Regions from separate parts of the Mus musculus genome. Here regions 1 and 2 are each linked to region 3. A link is a contact called in public HiCAR-type and promoter capture Hi-C data. All regions are on one chromosome and are shown on one strand. The core of a region is the stretch at or near the end of the contact, and the rest is flanking DNA. Distances in the headings are between cores, read along the strand shown. Region 1 holds the start of Brip1 (BRCA1 interacting protein C-terminal helicase 1). Region 2 holds the start of Heatr6 (HEAT repeat containing 6). Region 3 holds the start of Ggnbp2os (gametogenetin binding protein 2, opposite strand).

Region 1 (4,087 bases), core at 1,068-3,567, 1.3 Mb after region 3:
TTCATCATCGCAAGCTGTGCTGGATACGCTCTACAGGGAAAGTGGATCTTCACCCCACCGATGGTGTAGTCAGACAACACTGAGGACATTCTGCCTTCTTCTCTACTTTAGGTGCTTCACTACAACAGAAACAATAAAATCAGTAGAAGGGTTGGCGAGATGGATTCCCAGAGCCCACATCAGGCACCTTACAAATGCCTGTAACTCCAGCTCCAAGGACTCCCACAACCTTATCTGGCTTCTGCAATAACCTGCATTTACCTGGCATAGCCATCCACACATACACTCACAAATATAAAAAGGATTACAGTTTACATATCGAAATAATGTCATTCAAAGAAAACCAGACACCTAGCAATAGAGCTGAAGTCTGATAATAAAAACTGGAATTAATAAGCACATATATAAAAGTAATAGAAATAAAAAAAAATCTTATCCTTATAAATAAATCTCAGGGTCAAGAGCACATACGTACTAGAGTCTGACCAGTCTAGACTGGCACTCCATGATGTATTAGTTATGATGTAAGGCAAGTCACTTTTCTAGAACTCCATGTCCTCAGGTACAGAATAGGAGTCCTAACAGAAACAAGCCTTATAAGACTGCTGTAAAAGTTAAATAATGTAAAAACATACTGTACATGGCAGATGAAACACAAGCTCCTATAACAAGTTTGATTACATATATTCAACTTATAGATACAACAGATTTCTGAAGCAGCTCTGCTATTCCATAGCCTCACTGTTTCCTCTTATTCTGTACATTCCTGTTTGCCCTTTTCACACTCTCCCAGTTAGAAGGAAAAGGCAGATGAATGGGCAGGAAGCACAGGTTGTATCTATGACTTAACATTTTTCACCTGTAAGTCTAAAATTCTTTTCTGCAATAATATCTAACTTTAAAAATTGTTGTAAGGGAGAAAGTATCTTTCCACAGAAATTCACTTAATTTTTTTTAAATCATCTTTTAGTTTACTGGGGGAGGAGAACCCGCATGGCATGACACGTGTGTGGAAGTGAGAAGACAGTGTTCTGGAGACAGAATAGGTTCCCTCCTCTCACCATGTGGGTCTCAGGAATTAAACACTGCTAGCTCGGTTGAGTCCTTTACCTGCTGAGTCAGCTCAGTAATTCTGAAATCAGGAGATTATAATTGAAACAAAATAGATTTAAATCCCACTGTTTGCATCACCTAACCTCCCAGACACTTTTATTGACTGAAGAATTTCGACAGTGGTGAGAAAATCTGGTAAACTCAGTCTGTGAATGGAGATGGTTAAGACAGAAGGTACAACAGGTCATGAAGTCAATAACTTTAACCACAGCTTCTGTGCTCCAAAAAACCCACCACTCTTAAGTTATTTTTCATTTCTAAATATTGTTCTGTCAGACAAGACCTGCATAAAATCAAGCCAAGGAGACCTGTCAACATCCCATCAGGCAGTACTAATTGGACTCATTGGGTGGGAGGGGCGTGTGAAGGGGTCCCGAAGCAGTGTGAAGGATGTACTGGGGATAGGTCAAGATACTTTGTATATATGCATAAACTATCAAAGAATAAATAAAAGATATTGTTAGAAAAAGTATCCAATCACTGATTTTTATCTGTAAACCTCTGAGGTTTAATGGACTCTAACAGCTTATTCTGAAGCAAAAACTCAATATTGTGTTACTAAAATTAATCGAGATGGCAATCTATGCCTGAAGCTGTGGCAACATTCCTCTCAAAACTCATCAGACAATCACACTTCCGGATGTGGTGGCGCAATTCTTCTGGCCCCCAACAATCTCTGGTGGATCTCTGTACGATCGATCGAGGGCAGCCAGGTCTGCACTCCGAGTTCCAGCCCAGCCAGAGCTGGAGGGTGAGACCCTGTCTCTTTAAGAGAAGGGGGGGGGGGGGGCGGGTTAACAAATCTGTAGCCCTTCCAGAAGTACCGCGGAAGCTGGGGCTACCTCCAGCCTGCGTTCACAGAATGTAAGGACAGGCTCCCTGGCCCTCAGCTTTCCTTCCCCAAGCTCCTAGTTCTCACATGTCCACGGGGAGCCACACCATAGAGCCCGAGAGCCCGCCGGCGCCAGCCTGCAGGAGCCCGTCCCCTCCCCGCGCCCTCCTTTCCATTTGCCCACGGCTGGCTCCCGCTCCCAGAGAAAAGGAACGGCTGACGTTTGACAGAAGGCAACGCGGAGCCGACCTACAAGGAAAGCTCGCGAGTACGAAAGTCCTCCCTCACCGGCTGTTCCGACGCTGCCAGGTACCAAGGTACAGCCACTCCTCCCTCTCCAGGCTGCACTCCGCAGCGCCACACAGATGAATTCGCGCCTCCCGCCCCTCGGTTCCCAGTCAGCCAATCACACAGCCAGACCGGAAAAGGAAACAGCCAATCATCGTACGAGGCCAACGCTATACCGCCCAATGGGAGCCCGCGAAGTAAAATCAACCCTCGAGTACTTGGCGGGACCGGAAGACGAGCACCGCCCCTCCCCCAAACCCCACCCCGCGAAAAAGACTGGGACAAGTTCCGCACATTTGCTTGAAGGAAAAAAAAAAATTCTTGTACTGTGAGACTTTAAGAAGCACAAAATGGGCGTTAGACGGGTCTTACATTTGGTGCATTGACCGGGAATCGTCCTGCTGGCGGGTCCAGTGACAGGAGACCGGAGGATTGTTCGAGCAGGTACCGCGGCTGTGTCTCTTTGTGTCCGCCCTTGGCGTGCGTCTATTCCGCGCGTCTATTCCGTCTGTTCCCTCTATTTTGAGTCGGCTGCAAGTCAGTTTGGTTTCGGTTTGCAAAGGAGTTGTCTGCCGGGGGTTGCCAGAAGCGACCTTAACGCTGCGGTAACGAAGAGTCCTGGAGGACGCTCCAGACTCTCAGAGTGGGAAGTCGGATCCGATCCGCGAGATCCGGGAGGGCTCGACTTCATCTGGGGGTCAGTGGCAAAGAGACCACTACCAAGTTATTCAGTGTATCTTCTGTGGCGCTCGTGGCAGGGGCGCGTTGGTATTTTACTTTCTGTTTTTCTTTTTGTGTGTGGACTGGGACTGACGTTATTTTTGGACAGAATGGGACACTGACCTTCCACCCCTCCGAGTTTTACTCTAGAACATTGGAGGGAGGTTAAGACTAGAGCTCACAATCTCTCAGTAAATGTGAAGAAAAATAAATGGTTTACTTTTTGCTCGTCAGAGTGGCCCACCTTTCAGATTGGATGGCCTCCTGAGGGTTCTTTCTCACTGCCTCTTATATTGTCCGTCAAGAGGTGCATTTTTGGTGCTGGCTCGAAGAGCCACCCTAATCAGGTCCCATATATCATAGTGTGGGAAGATTTAGTCACCGATCCCCCTCCTTGTGTTCGCCCGGTTCCTCTTCAGGACCAATGGCTGTGCCAATCTTCGCCCTTCAGGATAGGCCCAAGAAAGATGTTCTCCCCACCACGGATACTGATCTTCTTCTTTATCTCCCTCCCCTTTATCCTCTCTCTCTCTCTCTCTCTCTCTCTCTCTCTCTCTCTCTCTCTCTCTCTCTCTCCTCATGCAGCTCAAGCTGCAGGGCCTTTGGCCCCGCCCATTCCGCCTGGAGAATCAGGGGGACTCGCCATCCTCCTCCCTCCCCAGGTCAGAGGGACCTGCTCAGGAGACTCAGAGACAGTGGAGGCAACTCCTGAGGGTGCCCATATTCTGCCCCTCCCGGCCTATGGTCCCCGGATGAACAAGGTCATCAGCCTTTCAGTATTGGCCGTTTTCCTCCAATGACTTATATAACTGGAAAACTCATAACCCCTCATTTTCTGAGAATCCACAAGGTCTAATTAACTTAATTGAATCACTTCTCCCATCAGCCCACATGGGAAGATAGTCAGCAACTGCTTCAGGTTCTCTTTACCACAGAGGAAAAGCAGCGAATCCTTGAGGCTAGGATACATGTCCCGGGGTCAGGTGGGCGCCCTTCCCTCCTGCCAGGGAATATTGATGCAGGCTTCCCATTGACCAGACCGAACTGGGACTTCAACACCCCTAAAGGTAGGGAGCACCTGAAGGTCCACCGCCAGGCTCTGATGGCAGGTCTCAAAGGGTCAGCACACTGCCC
Region 2 (4,261 bases), core at 157-2,656, 1.1 Mb before region 3:
AGAAGACCCCACCGGGGCTGGCCCCCAGCACCAAAGTGTTCATGTTCAGAGTATTTATCTATCCAGCCCACCTGTAGTGCTTTCTGGCTTTCTGATGGTGCTATGGATTTCCAGCATCAAGATCTAATGTTTCTCATTGCACTCTGGGCAGTAGCCAGGTACCCAAAACAGCAGGTCTCGTGTATAATTTTTATATCTATTTCTCCAACAAAGAATTTTCTCAAAGGCCATCTTCCCTGATTACTGTTCATTTCTTCCTATAGCTTCTACCTGGAAAAAAAAATGTGTCTGTTTGGAGCTCTGTGACCAAGAAAACAGTTGAAAATGGAGGCCATGTATGGAGATTACAAGCAGCACAGTGGAGTGGGACAAGGAGTTGTTTCTTTTAATAAATCATTAATGTAAAAGTCTCAACACTTCTTGAGTTATTTTCTTGGAGGTTGTTATGGTTTGAATATGACACGTCTCCCTGGTCCATAGTTGATTGTACTGTTTGGGAAGAAGGGGCCATGCTGGAGGAGATAGGTCAACGGGGTATTTTGTCCTGGGCTTGACATGTTTCTTGTTGTTTCCTGGTTGCTTTAGGTGAGAAGCCTCAACCAAATACCCCTGCTGTCACGATCATTCTCCTTTACTACAAAGCAGCAGATTCAGTCAAGCATAGCCTTAAACCACCTAAAATAGTGCACCAAAAAATTAATAATAATAATAATAATAATAATAATAAATCCTCCTTCCTTTAAACTGTTCCTCTCAGTTATCTAATCCTAATCGTGAAAAAGCTACTAATGTCAATACGTTAAGTTTTTGTCTTAGTCAGGGTTTCTATTCCTGCACAAACATCATGACCAAGAAGCAAGTCAGGGAGGAAAGGATTTATTCAGGTTACAATTTCCACATTGCTGTTGATCGCCAAAGGATGTCAGGACAGGAACTCAAGCAGGTCAGGAAGCAGGAGCTGATGCAGAGGACATGGAGGGATGTTACTTACTGGCTTGCTTCTTCTGGCTTGCTCAGCCTGCTCTCTTATAGAACCAAGACTACCAGCCCAGAGATGGTCCCACCCACAAGGGGCCCTTCTCCCTTGATCACTAATTGAGAAAATGCTCCACAGCTGGATCTCATGGAGGCACTTACTTCCCCAACTGAAGCTCCTTTCTCTGTGATAACTCCAGCTTGTGTCCTATCAGAACATCAAGAGTAGAAGGAAGCCATATAGCTCACTTTTCTGTCACTGCCATGTAGAAGAGTGCTCTCCAACTCCAGCCAGAATCTGAAACTCTAGCAACGTCAGCCCTGCCCAAGAGCAAACTTTCTGAGAGGGTAAGGGGTGGTGGGTGGCCTTATTTCTGCTGCCTTTTACCTATCCTAATCACAGAACGACTTGCAACCTACAGTTCAAATGATGGCTTTCCGGAACTGGAGCACACACCCAGGCCCTGCCCCAAGCGGTGCCCCGGAAGTATTTCCCAGGCTTTCTCACGGAGGAAAAATGGCGGCGGTGCAGGTCGCCGCCTCTCTTCCTTGTGGGCAGCCGCGAGAGGCCCCGCGGGAACTGTCGCCGGAGCAGGACGATGGGTTCCGCCGCTTGTCTGCCAGGCTCCGCGCGCTGCAGCCGGATGACAGCACCGTGTCCCGCATGGAGATTCACCTGCTCTTCGACCAGCTCATCTCCGAGAACTACAGCGAGGGCGGCGGCGTGGCCCCCGAGGTAGGCGGCGCGCCTCATCCTGCCCGGACAACGGCTGGTTCCTCCCTCCGGCCCCTCCGGCTCTCACCCACGTCCCGGATGACTTAGTTCCAGGCTGGCTTTCTCCCTCGGTCCGTGCCATATCTCTCTGCCCTCCATCTGAAAGCTTGCAAGCCAGCATCTTTTCAAAGGCTTCTGCTCTGACGCCCTCAGCTGCCATCCCTGGTGAGCGACTCCGGGAATGTCGGAGCGAGGGTAGTCTTAGTTGATTTCGCTGATGTACGCACTGAAGCTCACAAGAGATCCAGCGTCACGGTTTGGGCAAATGGCAGAGCTAGATTGGAACCTAAATTTGTCGTAAGGCCTGTATTTTCTGTTTTGTTTCGGCACTAGCTCTCGTTTGCTTCCACTTCTCCTGTCAGGATCATCTCATTCATACACATCCGCTCTTGTATATCACTGATTCCCAGAACCCCTGAGCCAGTCCTACCTGCGAGCATCTCAAACTTGATAGCTCGTATAGATGAATACATTGTCTCCCATACTCCTAATCCCCTATTCATTCTACCCTACCCCACCCCAAATACACACAAGGCATGCACACTGCTTCTTTTCTTTACCCTGGAGCCTGTTGGATTAAAATTCTTCAGTCTGTCTCAAACATGTTTCTCAGTTCACACTCTTCTCTCCCTAGTCTCTCACTGATCTTCCTCTATTCTAGCCCCATTCCAGACTATTCTTTGCCAGAGTCTGCTATTGGAAAAACAAAAACAAAAAACAAACAAAACGCATACAAGTGTACGCATAATCAGAGATTTTCTATGTATATTGGCAAATGGCAGAAGCAAGCGGCCAAACAGTAAGAGAAAAATATGGGGCTTAAGGATGTAAAGGGGAAAAGAATCCCGAGCAGCTCACCACGGATAAGGGAGCAGAGTGGAACTAAGTGAAATTAAGGGAGCTTTTTATTTATATACTTGGCTATTTTGCACAACAACAACAACAAAATGTGTGCCTTTCCATTCTTCTCTCCTTGTTCTCCTCTTGGGTTCAGTCACTTGGCACTTGGTGCCTCGGGTTCAGGCACCTGAGGACATTGCGCATCTCTGAGAGTTCCCCCACTCCATCCCCTCCCCTTGTTCTTTGATTACTTGTCTGTCTGGCAAAGTTCTATTTGTTCTTCAGATCTTCTTTGTTATCTTTCTGTCTCCCTCTCGAGGAGACAAGTTCTCTGTGGTTCAGGGAAGTGTTTGGTTCATCTTTGGAGTCAAAAAAAAAAAAAAAAAAAATACCTAGCCTACTGCCTGACACGTACTATATGCCCAGAGCCTTTCTGTTCATTAAGCATCTGTAGATGGTGTAATCTGTGGATAGCATCCTCTCCTCTCTCTCTCTCTCTCTTTCTCTCCCTCTCTCTCTCTCTCTCTCTCTCTCTCTCTCTCTGTGTGTGTGTGTGTGTAAGTGTTATTTCTGATTTGCCCAATAGCATTGCATGCTTGGCTCATTTGGTATTTTTAGCTGTAGCTGTAGCATGTGCGTTTCTGTGTTGGCATTTATTTAATAGCACTGTATGGTAAAAAGCGCTTTTCCTTTCCTTTAGTCCTAACAAATTTTTGTTAACTTCATTCCTCCAGCCCCCACTTTCTGCCTCATCTTTGACTCGGATATTTTTTTTTTTCTCATTGAGTGTGGAACAGTCAGTGAGCTTTTCCGTTTGACTATGGGATTTGGGGATGTTCACTTGGCTAACAGGTGCATTTATCTTTGTTTTCCTTTTTTTTTTTAATAGGATGTCAGTGCTCTTCTTGTGCGAGCTTGTCAGCTGGTGCCTCTTAACCAGAATCACCTTGTGAGCAAAGTGTGTCAACTGATCCATCGTTTGCTTAACAGATTACAGGTAATCCTGTATGTAACCTGAAGGCTCAGATCAGGGAATACCACACCCGTTGTAGATCTGATAGGCTCACCTTTTGGTTTTGTTCTGAGACGGGATCTGAGCTCCGGTTGGCCCGAGAACTTTCTGATCTTTGTGTTCACTTTTTAAAGTGTTGGAATTGCAGATGTTTGTTGCTACACCCAAGTCAGTTGTCTAATCTTTTGAAAAGCCTGGAAAAGCAAAATGTCTTGGGCTGGGAATGTAACTCAGTGAATTACATTCACTTAGAGCCTTAGCCCCCTGGCAGACATGAGGCCATGGGTTCAATCCCAGCATCAGTACCACCAAAACAAAACCAAAACAAAACCAGTGCTTAGTAAGAGTACATCATTATATCCAAATGCAACTGACCAAATATATATTCTGATTTGAGAAATTGTAGACTTTTGCTTATGAGAAATATTCTTTTATGTTTGGTTCAATAAGCTAACATCACTCATGCCATCTTAGGTTTTTGGGGTCTTGTTTATTTGTTTTGTTTTCTCATGAAAAATAGAATTGACCAAGATATATCCCAGAACAAAATTACATGATTCCCCATTTCTTTCCTACCAATATTTTTTCCTGAAATTATTATTTTTGCAATCTACATAAAACCCCCAAAGTATCTTGGGATCAGAGAGCCGCAGGATAAA
Region 3 (4,140 bases), core at 1,162-3,661:
CTATATAGATGTACAAACGTACACATACACACTAGTATAAAATATTCCAGTATATCCCAGCCCAGCCTATGTGCAGTGATAACTAGAATGAACTAGACTAACATTTTTCTGCAAACAAGATTGCTAAAACCATTTACTCAAAGATCACAAGGTTCCCCTTTGGGTTGCTAGGAACAAAGATCAAACCAAGTTAACTTCAGGCAAACACTGCCATCAAATAGCAATGGACCACTACACACACACACACCTCTGCTTCCTCTTCCCGCTTCCCTCCCAACAGGTGCTTTGTTCTATATCCTCCCTTTAACTGGGATTGAGAAATCTTGAAAGAAGCTTGTGTCCCTACATACAGCATAGCTGTAGGTGAATTTTTGATAATACTCATTAACAGCATTCAATGACAGTTCACAAGTTTTCAAGACAAACTAACAAAATTAATTCCTTAGTGGCCAAAAGTCATTCCTAAGCAAGGAAAAATTATACCTATTATTTGAAGTTATTTAAATAAGCTTAAATTGTCTTTGTAATGAGTCTGTAATAAAAGCAAAATTCAGACACCCAGTACAAGGCAAAAGCAGGTGACACTAAACCATAATGTAAGTTTATCTATGAAAAAAACTGGAAACTCACATCATCAAGAATGTAACATACTGTTCACTTAAAAGTGCTTTATGAAGTATTGACTAATGTGCTACATTCACATTAAAGGTGGTTATGTGAAAGGAGAGTATAAGTTATCTTAAAATTTGTAAATAGACAAAATTTAAAATGGTTTTCTGTTTTCATATTATATACTAATAAAAAAATTAACCCAAACCTCAGGATTAAGGGGGAAAAATGCACTACAAAAAAGGTTGTTATCAAACTGTGTTTTTTTAAGGTTTTATGGTGAAGGGGACAGAAGGTAATAACAAATGAACTATGACCAAGCACTATCATACTGAGAAAAAAATCATTTAACTGGTTTCTAGCTTGTTTTTTTAAAACTATTTTTAATATAAGCCCATTAAAATTAAAATTCAAGAAAATAAGAAACCATAACCAATACATACAAGTAATTTCTAATATAAATTCTACTTTATGTCAAATCATTAGACTATTTTTTTAAAGCATGCTTTCCATTGCAAAGTTCCATCGAAGTGAACCAGTCAATAGCTTCCCTAATTTTTTAAAAGTACTGAAGCTCTTGAGACTGGCAAAAAGGCTCAGACTGGCATCTCCACAATGACTTGCATTTTACATAAAATGCTAAAACCTTCAGTACATAACTACACTTTTTTTTTTTTCAGGAAGATAACCGATCTGCCTTTGAGTGGAAAAAAAGTCAAAGGCTGGAAGACTTATCTACATCAGATCACAATGGGCGAGTGCAAAATCCAGGAGCGTCAGCATCAAAATGAAGATTTCAAAACTTGTTCGGAGAAGGTTCATTTAACTGTGGTAAGCAACTGCATTTACTTCCTGCTCAGAATCAACTCAAATTTCTGCCATTTCCTTTTAAAGGAAACAGTACTACAACACCGGGTAGAGGGGTCGGCAAAGGTATACCAACACCAAGTCTTAAAACAACCATCTTCCCACGTTTGTGTTTTTCTATCCACAATGAGCAGTCAGTTCTTCATACTACTTTACAGTCAATAACTTGGTCTTGGGCTACTTGTAAACCAAAAAAATGCCACGAAGGCCCATTTTGAAGAGTCATGGCTTAACCCAACCATTTCAAGAATTATAATGTACTAGGCAATGTGAGACGTATTAGGAAATCAAATCATTTAGGTGGAATCTTCGCTGTGCAAGAGAATGTCACTCTGCCCTCAGTAATTACACTTATGTAGAGATAGCTACAGTGTTCAAACGGGAAACACACAGGTAACAATGCAGCTGCGACATTTTCAACTAATTGAGCCTCCCGGAGGGTAAGTGCTTTCTGGAGAGGACAGGCCCTAAACGCCCCAGCTCCTTCAACCCTTCTCCCCGGCGCGTGCTTAGGCAAACAGCGTCTCAAAGGCAGGCCTAAAGGCCAAAGGTTCGGAGAGGGAGGAAGACCCGAGCAGGGGACCTCCAAGTGCCTTCGGGGCGCTGGATCTGGGGCCTGCCAAGGGTACCGAGAGGCCCCGCTGCAATGGCGAGTTCGTGGGGCCCATCGGAGAGGCGGCCTCGCCTAGGAGTTGCAACACACTCTTTCTCCAGTGCGCAGCGCTCGGCCTGGGGGAGGGGAAACAGCTGCCAGGCCGGGGAGCAGCGGGCCCATCCCGGCCCGGCCCGCTCAGCCCGCTCGCTCACCGTCAGGGTGTCGTCTATGTAGAGGGGGATCTGCCTCCTCTCGAAGGGGAACTCCTCCTCCCCGTCCCTGCACACTGCCACCAGTCGCGCCATCGTCCCCGACGCTGCCGTTGCCACCGTCACCACCTCCTCCCAGCTGCTGCCGCCGCCGCTGCTCCTGCCGCCGCCGCTGCTGCTGCCTCCTCCCAGCTCCTGCCTGCAACAGCCAAACCCCGCGAGCGTAAGCACCCGCCACCTCGCAGCACATTCGCCACGGGTGAAAGGGGTGGGGGGGCGCGGAGCGAGAGAGGACAGGAGAGCCGCGCTGCGTTTCCCATCACCCGATTCCACACGCGCTCAGCCAATCAGCGCCCCGCAGCGCCGGGACCCGCCCCCTCGCGCCGCCTGCCCTCCCCCACCCAGACCCCCCCTCCCCACCCACCCACCCCCCCCCCCCCCGCCCGCCGGCCTCCAGTCAGGGTCCAAAGGAGAGGCGGAAAAGGACCTGCTGGCCCCGGGACATCCCCGCCCAGCTCGGGAGTCCGGGCTCCAGAAGCCCATCCCCGCCTCGGCTACACAGCCCAAGCCCGCACCCCCTGCCGCTGACCCCTTCTCTCCTGGCTGAGCGCCCCGCCCAGGGTGGCCCCCTAGGCTGCAGTTGCCCGGCGCCACCCCGCCCCTGGGAGGGGTCGACCCTGCCTCGGCTCTGCAGAGTTGGGGTGGGGGCGAGCTCAGACCCCAGTCCTCACCCGGGTCGGAGAGAGAGAGCTCTCGGTTCTGACCTTCACTGACTTCGAGGACGCCTCCCTGACCCCCACCTCTGCTCCCCGTTACCGGCTGACGAGGCCCGCGTCAGGGCCGGCCTGGGCGGGAGCGCGGCTGCGATTGCCGTTTCCTCTCCAGGCTCAGTCAGCCGCTCGCGCCACGGGGAGTGTGGGAGGGAGGGCGGGGGACGTGGGGAGGGTGGGGCCGGGGAGGGGGGGCCGCGAACTCCAGGCGGGGCCTGCCTCTTCTCGCGAGACCGCGGCCGCCTCGCTCGTGTCCCGACTTTCGAAATCGGCTTGTACGGGTGGGGGGAACCCCCTGTGCTGTCGCGCTCGGCTGACCTGCGTGGTGCCCCGGATTTACCAAAACGAGCGTGAAAATAGGGCCAGTGGGGAGGCCCAGCAGGAGCAGCCGGGGTCCCTGCCAGTGACGACCCGGGATCTGCTCTCTGGAGACCGGTGGGGTGGAAAGCCCACTGGGGGGGGGGGGGAACCCAGATAAGACTTGGGTGAGCGATGAAGAGCTGGCGCTGTCGAGGTCTAGGAGAATGGACACTGCAGAGACCTTTGACCTTGTTTTCCAGGTTGCACACATGCGGACTTCCACCCCTGTAAGACTGGAGGAAAGGGCTCTGCTACCCTGACTCACCCAGAGCCGGCCGCCTTATGGGGACTGCAGCAAGATGGATGGAAAATATGTGCAGGATCTGTTGTTACAATAGACAGAAAACTGAACTGTAGTCTATGTGTAGCTTCCGACCAAAGGAACTTCTTGAGTTAATATTAACTTAAGGGACTCCCTTGGGCAAAGTTACTGATAGTGGCCAAAGGCCCTTCGGTCTGACCATCTTCCGAGAACCAGAGCTGCTGTAAAGAGAGTTTCCTCTGCACTCTTGACTACTGCCACGTTCTCAGGTACTAGTCTACGGAGGTCCATTGTAAAGCCAAAAAGATGGAAAATGTTTTGTCTTGATGGTTTTAATAATAAATCCATTCGCTGCTTGTACAACTACCAGATCTTAAGGACAGATCGAATATTTTCTGGTAAAATAGGGTAAAGCTGTTGTTACTGACCTTTAAAAGTATTTTGATCACATGAAGTCTTTCAAGTCAC

Evidence for each region. Promoter capture Hi-C pulls out the DNA fragments that hold promoters and counts their contacts. HiCAR-type assays count read pairs that join an accessible place to other places.
Region 1: a HiCAR-type map of astrocytes shows a contact between it and region 3, with 5 times the contacts expected there. The contact joins the promoter of Brip1 here to the promoter of Ggnbp2os in region 3. A contact is called at or near these places in 3 of 39 promoter capture datasets (the C10 cell line, hippocampal neurons and pre-B cells), 1 of 484 Hi-C or Micro-C datasets (CD4 T cells), 1 of 115 datasets of contacts at active chromatin or transcription factors (astrocytes) and 1 of 9 other capture datasets (adipose tissue).
Region 2: a contact with region 3 is called in a promoter capture Hi-C map of liver, with 2.6 times the contacts expected there. The contact joins the promoter of Heatr6 here to the promoter of Ggnbp2os in region 3. A contact is called at or near these places in 6 of 39 promoter capture datasets (the 3T3-L1 cell line, cranial neural crest, liver and 1 more) and 1 of 115 datasets of contacts at active chromatin or transcription factors (embryonic forebrain).

Annotation. Positions count from the first base shown.
Region 1 is chr11:86,198,876-86,202,962 of GRCm38.p6, forward strand. It overlaps Brip1 (BRCA1 interacting protein C-terminal helicase 1), which reads right to left and starts at 2,318. Exons shown (of 20, transcript NM_178309.2): 1 at 2,234-2,318; 2 at 1-119. The coding sequence starts at 89. It overlaps Brip1os (BRCA1 interacting protein C-terminal helicase 1, opposite strand), which reads left to right and starts at 2,485. Exons shown (of 7, transcript NR_130959.1): 1 at 2,485-2,677.
Region 2 is chr11:83,752,231-83,756,491 of GRCm38.p6, forward strand. It overlaps Heatr6 (HEAT repeat containing 6), which reads left to right and starts at 1,407. Exons shown (of 20, transcript NM_145432.3): 1 at 1,407-1,711; 2 at 3,480-3,587. The coding sequence starts at 1,493. It overlaps Wfdc21 (WAP four-disulfide core domain 21), which reads left to right. Exons shown (of 3, transcript NM_183249.2): 3 at 264-416.
Region 3 is chr11:84,867,594-84,871,733 of GRCm38.p6, forward strand. Ggnbp2os (gametogenetin binding protein 2, opposite strand) reads left to right here and starts at 2,412. Exons shown (of 2, transcript NR_131201.1): 1 at 2,412-2,503; 2 at 3,611-4,038. Ggnbp2 (gametogenetin binding protein 2) reads right to left here and starts at 3,197. Exons shown (of 14, transcript NM_001364114.1): 1 at 3,012-3,197; 2 at 2,284-2,479. The coding sequence starts at 2,376.